2 separate regions of the Sus scrofa genome follow, and region 1 is linked to region 2. The links are chromatin contacts, called in public Hi-C maps. All regions are on one chromosome and are shown on one strand. Each heading gives the region's core, a stretch centred on a gene start, on an enhancer-like site or on the middle of the called end of the contact. The rest is flanking DNA. Distances are from core to core; before and after follow the strand shown.

Evidence for each region. Hi-C and Micro-C count contacts between places; a contact is called where the count stands out from the background.
Region 1: a contact with region 2 is called in a Hi-C map of epiblast stem cells, with 2.6 times the contacts expected there. The contact joins the promoter of C4H1orf194 here to the enhancer-like site in region 2. A contact is called at or near these places in 1 of 5 promoter capture datasets (fetal liver) and 3 of 47 Hi-C or Micro-C datasets (epiblast stem cells, fetal heart ventricle and undifferentiated spermatogonia).

Annotation. Positions count from the first base shown.
Region 1 is chr4:110,952,934-110,955,651 of Sscrofa11.1, reverse strand. C4H1orf194 reads right to left here and starts at 1,462. Exons shown (of 4, transcript XM_021090091.1): 1 at 329-1,462. The coding sequence starts at 409. It overlaps KIAA1324 (UPF0577 protein KIAA1324 homolog), which reads left to right and starts at 1,560. Exons shown (of 22, transcript XM_013997295.2): 1 at 1,560-1,898. The coding sequence starts at 1,746.
Region 2 is chr4:110,598,489-110,601,188 of Sscrofa11.1, reverse strand. No RefSeq gene overlaps it. Among named protein-coding and RNA genes, the nearest start is that of AMIGO1, 21 kb to the left of the region's middle. Within about 2 kb of position 1,383, at least 33 of the 83 cell types and tissues checked have an H3K27ac peak or open chromatin away from gene starts, as enhancers often do. A contact at or near this core is called in epiblast stem cells and fetal liver, where this site is marked.

The DNA of each region.
Region 1 (2,718 bases), core at 213-2,712, 350 kb before region 2:
CTACCTCTTCAGAGAACAGTCTTCCAAAGAGGGTAAAGGGTGGCTGGGCGGAACCTGGGCGTGGCTTGTGTAAGTCCCCTTATACCAAGGGGCTGCCAGTGCTCCTGGTTCCCGGACTAAAGCTCTACTTCTCTCTGCTCAAAAGCACTTCTGAAACGCTGTCAGACCTGAACATGGGAACATGGAGGCAGGCAGAAGGCGGACTTATCCGGTCCCTAACTCACCGTCCTCACCAGAGCCCGGTTAAGTTACTATCTCTTCCCGTCACGCTGACAGAAAAAAGAATGCCGTCGACACTGCGGGGAATATGTGCAAGAAACCTCAGTACCTTGGAAGCCCGTATTTTTCCCAAGTAGGAATCATCGTTATCCAAAGTGGAATGCTGGAAAGGGTCTCGGGTGAGAGGCATGGTAAAATGCCGAGCGAGACGCTCTTTAGAGGGACGAGAGGCCCGCGCAGCCGCACACACCTTCGCGCGCGGAGAATCGCGGGTCCCAATTGTTTGGAACGCCCGATTTCAGTTGCCAGGCAACAGCCCCGCCCCCTGCGACTGAGGTGAAGTCCCTCGGAGAAGGGCGCCACCTGGCGGTCCAACGCGGGAGGCCCCTCGGAAGAAACTATCAGGAATACAGCGTGAAGCACCGCAGAGTATGCCAAGGAGCGCTGGATTTGCAATCCTGAGTCTTCGGTGAAAAACGTCGACGTCCCATTGTACGGGTCTTCTGCAAAAGATTTCAGTTGTGGAAAAAATTCCTAAAAGATGCCCCAGAAATGTTCTTCTCTCTGGCATCTAACAAAAGGATTTCTCAAAGCTATGAGAGAATGAGGATGTCAAGAGACAGAAGAATCCAGTTGCTGTGCTTGGAAAATTGCTAGCTAAAGCAAACTTTCCTTGCTTTAACTCTATTTAACTACGCGAGCCTCAGGGCTTCACATAGAGCCTGTTGTCAAGGCACGGATAGGTTTGACGGGATAAAAGTAAGGTCTCCAGGAGTGCACTTGTGGCACAGTGGGTTAAGGATCTGGCGTTGTCACTGCAGGGGTCCAGGTCGCTTCTGTGGCGCAGGTTCGTTCCCTGGCCCGGGAACTTCCACAAGCCGCCGCTGCGGCAAAACAAGAGAGGAAAGAAGGAAAGAAAGAGAGAGAAAGAAGAAAGAAGATCTCTAGAAGTGGCTGTTGCGGTACCGGGGTCACTCTTTTAGGCTATAACCTTTGGAGGAGAGGCGGCATCTCAATCATTTATCACTTCGCACAGAAGTGCTTAATAAGGATTTATCAAGTGCCACGTCTGCAAAATTAGAGATGCTCATAAGTAGTCGATGGCCCGAAATAATGAATTAGATGGCGACGGTTTGGAGGTGGTTTCCACCGCGTTCTTTACACGAGCCCTGTGCGCGCCTGTTGGGCCCGTTGCAGATCCTGGGCGCGTGCATTTTCACGCCGCGCGCGCCAGCGGCGGCGGCTGCTATGGCGACCGGCAGGTGAGCGGCAGAGGAGCGCGTGGTCCCTGCCCCACCCGCGCGGAGGCAAAGAGGAGGCGGTTGCCAAGGCGACGTGGATAGGAGGAGAAGAGGAAGGAGGGAGGAGGAAGGATGGGCGGCCTTGGCGTAGCCGCAGGGAGGTGACTGAAGCGAGCCCAGCCCCTTGCATCCTCCCCCTGTGAACCTCCCTCCCCTTTTTTTCCGCCTTCAGTAGCTACAGACGCAGCACCTGAGCCGCTGCTGCCGCTCGCTCAGAACAACACTATGGCTGAGCCTGGGCACAGCCTCCATCCCTCTGCCAGAGGCAGGGGAAGAACTGAGCGGCGCACACTCCGGCTTCTGCGGCTGCTGCTCTGGGTTGGGACCGCCTTCCAGGTGACTCAGGGAGCGGGACTGGAGCTTCACGCCTGCAAAGAGGTACTGTCCTCCCCGGCCGACCCCACTTGGGTCGACAAAATATTGGATCCTGGCGGAGACCTTGGGATCTGAGCACGGACAGTTTCAGAGGCCACGGAGTTTAGGTTTCTTTGGGGATAAGGCGCGGGGGTGGGGGGAAGAGGAGCAGACTGGCGTCATGGAGAGGCCAACCCACTAGAGGACTCACAGAATAGATCATCCTCACAGCTTGGGCTGCTGAGCTCAGGGGAAAGGTCCCAGCTCCAAGGAGCTCAGGAGGGAACTGAGTCCCTGGACTCGGAAATGAGGGAAGAAGACATGGACTTTTCCCAGCTGCAATGACATTACCTTTAAAGTGATTGAAAACAAAAAGATGATGTATAGAGGGGCAAAATAGAAAGTGGGAAAAGAGAGAAGTGGGGTAAGACGAGTTTGGAAGGCCGGCAGAAAACAGTGGATGGACATGGGAGTCCTTGTGGTTTGATCATGGCTTTAAAAAAGCAGTATGAAGGTGGGAGGTCGTTGAGAGGGACCCCATCTCCTCTCTCCCCTGGGTATGAAACATCCTGTTACCTTGCTGGCTCCTAAACGTGGATCTTTTTTTATAGTTTGCGCCCCCCCCCCCATACACACTTTCTTTAATGTACCTGACAGTGTATGATCCACCTTTGACCAGACTTTCAGCTCTAATATCTCACATTCTGCCAATGTCTACTTCCTTTCTCTGGACTTTTGCTTACATATGTCGTAAGCCTTTTTCAAGGTGTTTCTAAAGTTTTGCTAACATGATTCAGAGAATAAGTACTGAATGTCTTCCCAAGCCAAACTGCCTTTTGAACAT
Region 2 (2,700 bases), core at 134-2,633:
TGTGCACTTAAAGCTGCAGCAGCCTGTGAAGCAAAAATTGCTCCCTGCCCCTCGTCACAGATCAGGAAGGCCTAAGGATCAGAGAGACCAGGACCTGGCCCAGTCCACAGGGCGGATAAATGGCATCGAGGGGACACCCAGCCAGGACCCTAACAACGGCTCTCCTCGGCTCGGACACCCTGAAGAGAGGTGGTTTGGCATTGGTACATCTTGTGCTCTCTTTCTGGGCTGATTCCTGGGCTTCTCAGAGAGCCAGTCACAAGATCCCCTGTGCTGGGGTTCCCTCTCCAGGTGGTGTGGGCACCCCCTACCTCTTGTTCCAGCTAGAACCACGCAGGTTCAGCATCTTGGCCCCTGCTGTCACTCCCTGTTCTGGAATCAAAGAAGCCATTGAGGAGGAGGCCATCCTGCTGGTCCCAGGAACTCATTCACGGGCCTGCTCTGACTCTGAGGCCAGTTGCCGTGTCCTCTTCGAGTCTATGTGGACATTCTTTCCCTCATAACGCCAGCAGAAGGAGGAGGACTATCTTCGGTTCCCTTCTTTCAGTTCACTCCTCCCTGGGAATCAGGCTGGAGGAAGGTCAGCAAAGCCAGGTCATCACCACACTCCCCCTGCCCTCAGCACCTCTTGGTCCCAGACAGACAGACAGACAGACAGACAGATGGATCAACGTCAGACACAGCAGAGCCCAGCTGGTCTCCGCTCTATCGGATCCCTTGATAGCAGCTGCTCCCAACCTGATGGAGGCTCAGGGGAGAGGGAGCTGCTTCTGGGAGCCGTGGTGACCACCGCACATTCTGATTGGTTCTGGGAGGCCTCAGGAAGCAAGTGCACTTTGGATTTGTTAGGGATTCATTTGTTGGATTTGCTGGGACATACCGGATGGGTCAAGGGTGATCCATCTGATTTTAATCAGTAGTTTGGGAACTTACAGCCAAGGCCCTGGGGCCAGGGCCAGGCTGGGGGTGGATGGGTGGGGTTGGGGCCTGAGTAGAACCAGCACTGACCACCGGGGAGTTAGCAAACCGGCTCTCAAATCTGCTCTCCCCAGCTGGGTGTCCTTGAGCAAATTGCTTCTGATCCCTGGGGGCACGGTTTCCTCACCCATCACCAGAGACACACATTTTCCAGGCCCTCTGCCCTTTATGCTCTTGTAGTTCAACCAGCCTGCCGGCTCTTTAGGGCTGGAGCTGAGCCTAGAAGAACTCAAGTCCGGAACGCAGGCCTTGTGACTCCCAGGCTCAATTCACTGCTGATTCTGGAAACAGAGGTAACAGCAGGCCATCTGGGGAGCAGAGGCCACTGCACCAACTGGCCTGTTCAGCAGAGCAGGGAAACAACCTGGAAAGCCAGTAGCTGGACCTGTGCTGGTGCTGGGGGTGGGGCGTGGCGTCGGGTGGGGGTGGAGCCCAGCGGTTCCCACAACTCAACTGGTGGCCTGAGGACATGTGAACTGAGAGACCCCAGGGCTGCCTTAGAACAAACAGGAAAGGAACCGAGAGAACTAAAGCAAAGCCGAATAACAGTCAGCCAGGCATAGAGAGCTCAAGGCTTTTGAGAGTTTGCTTTCTCTCTCTGTAAACCAACCAGTGTGGCCTAGGGGTACTTTGGAGGTCTAGACACTTCCTTGCTCAGTAAGTGAAAGGCCAGTTCATGAAATAAAGCCGAACTCCCCTCTGACTGTGGGCCTCCTGGGTCAGGCCCCGAGAGCGGTGTTCTTCCTGGGGGCCCGGGAGGGGGAGAAAAACTACCATTTCTTCCCTCCCTCCTTCCACGGCCCACCCTTCCCAGAGGTCAGAACACCCCCCTGCCAGCACCCGGCCCACAGGAAACCAAACCCACTGAGCCACCGAGCCCCCTGGGACACAGAGAGGTGGGCCTTGGGCTGGGGGCAGCAGAAACAGCCGCCTTAGGTGTCATCTTGCTGTGGATATGGGAGGAGCCGGACTTTTAAGGTCCCTTCGGAGACCCACATGGGTGACCTGAACCTCTTTCCTGCCCTTCTAATCCCTGGAGAGAGAAGACTCAGGCACCCCCGCCCCCCGCGGCCAGATCAGGGCCAGCCCAGAAGTCAGAGTCAAAGCCTGCCTCTCCAGTCTCCAGGCAGGCGGCTTTTGTGTGTGAATTCCGAGGAGCTGGGCTCCAGGCCGGCAGCAGGGAGGGAAGCGTGGCCCTGAGCACAGAAGGAGGCAGCCCCTAGGCGCTTCCTCTGCAGACAGACGGGGTATTGATCCTGCTCACACGCCCCCTCCCTCTCTCCACTTCATGGCGCAGCTAATGGCCTGGAAAAAACTGGCCAGCTGTTCCCCAGCTGTGACATAATGAGCTCAGGGACGATCAATGCCCGTTCCGGTCTCTAATTAGGCCGTGGAGCTGGCTGGGGTGAGAGTGTGGCCTGTTTCCTGAGGGCACCACTTCCACTCCCGTCCCCAGCTGCCGTCTGCTGGCAGCCACCTGGGCCCACGCATCTGTGCCCTGGAGGAGGGGGGGCCGCCGAGTGGCCCTGGGGAGTCTCCTGACCCAGAGCGCCTTCTCTGGCGGCAGAAGTACGGACCCCACAAGCGTGTCCGTGGGGGTGGCCAGACTGGTGAGGGGGACCTGGCCTGCACGTGAAGCTCCGCACCCCAGCGTCTGTCACATCCCTCTCTCTGCCTGGGTCTGCCACCCTGGGCAGTGGGCGTCAGTCCCAGCCCTCCAAC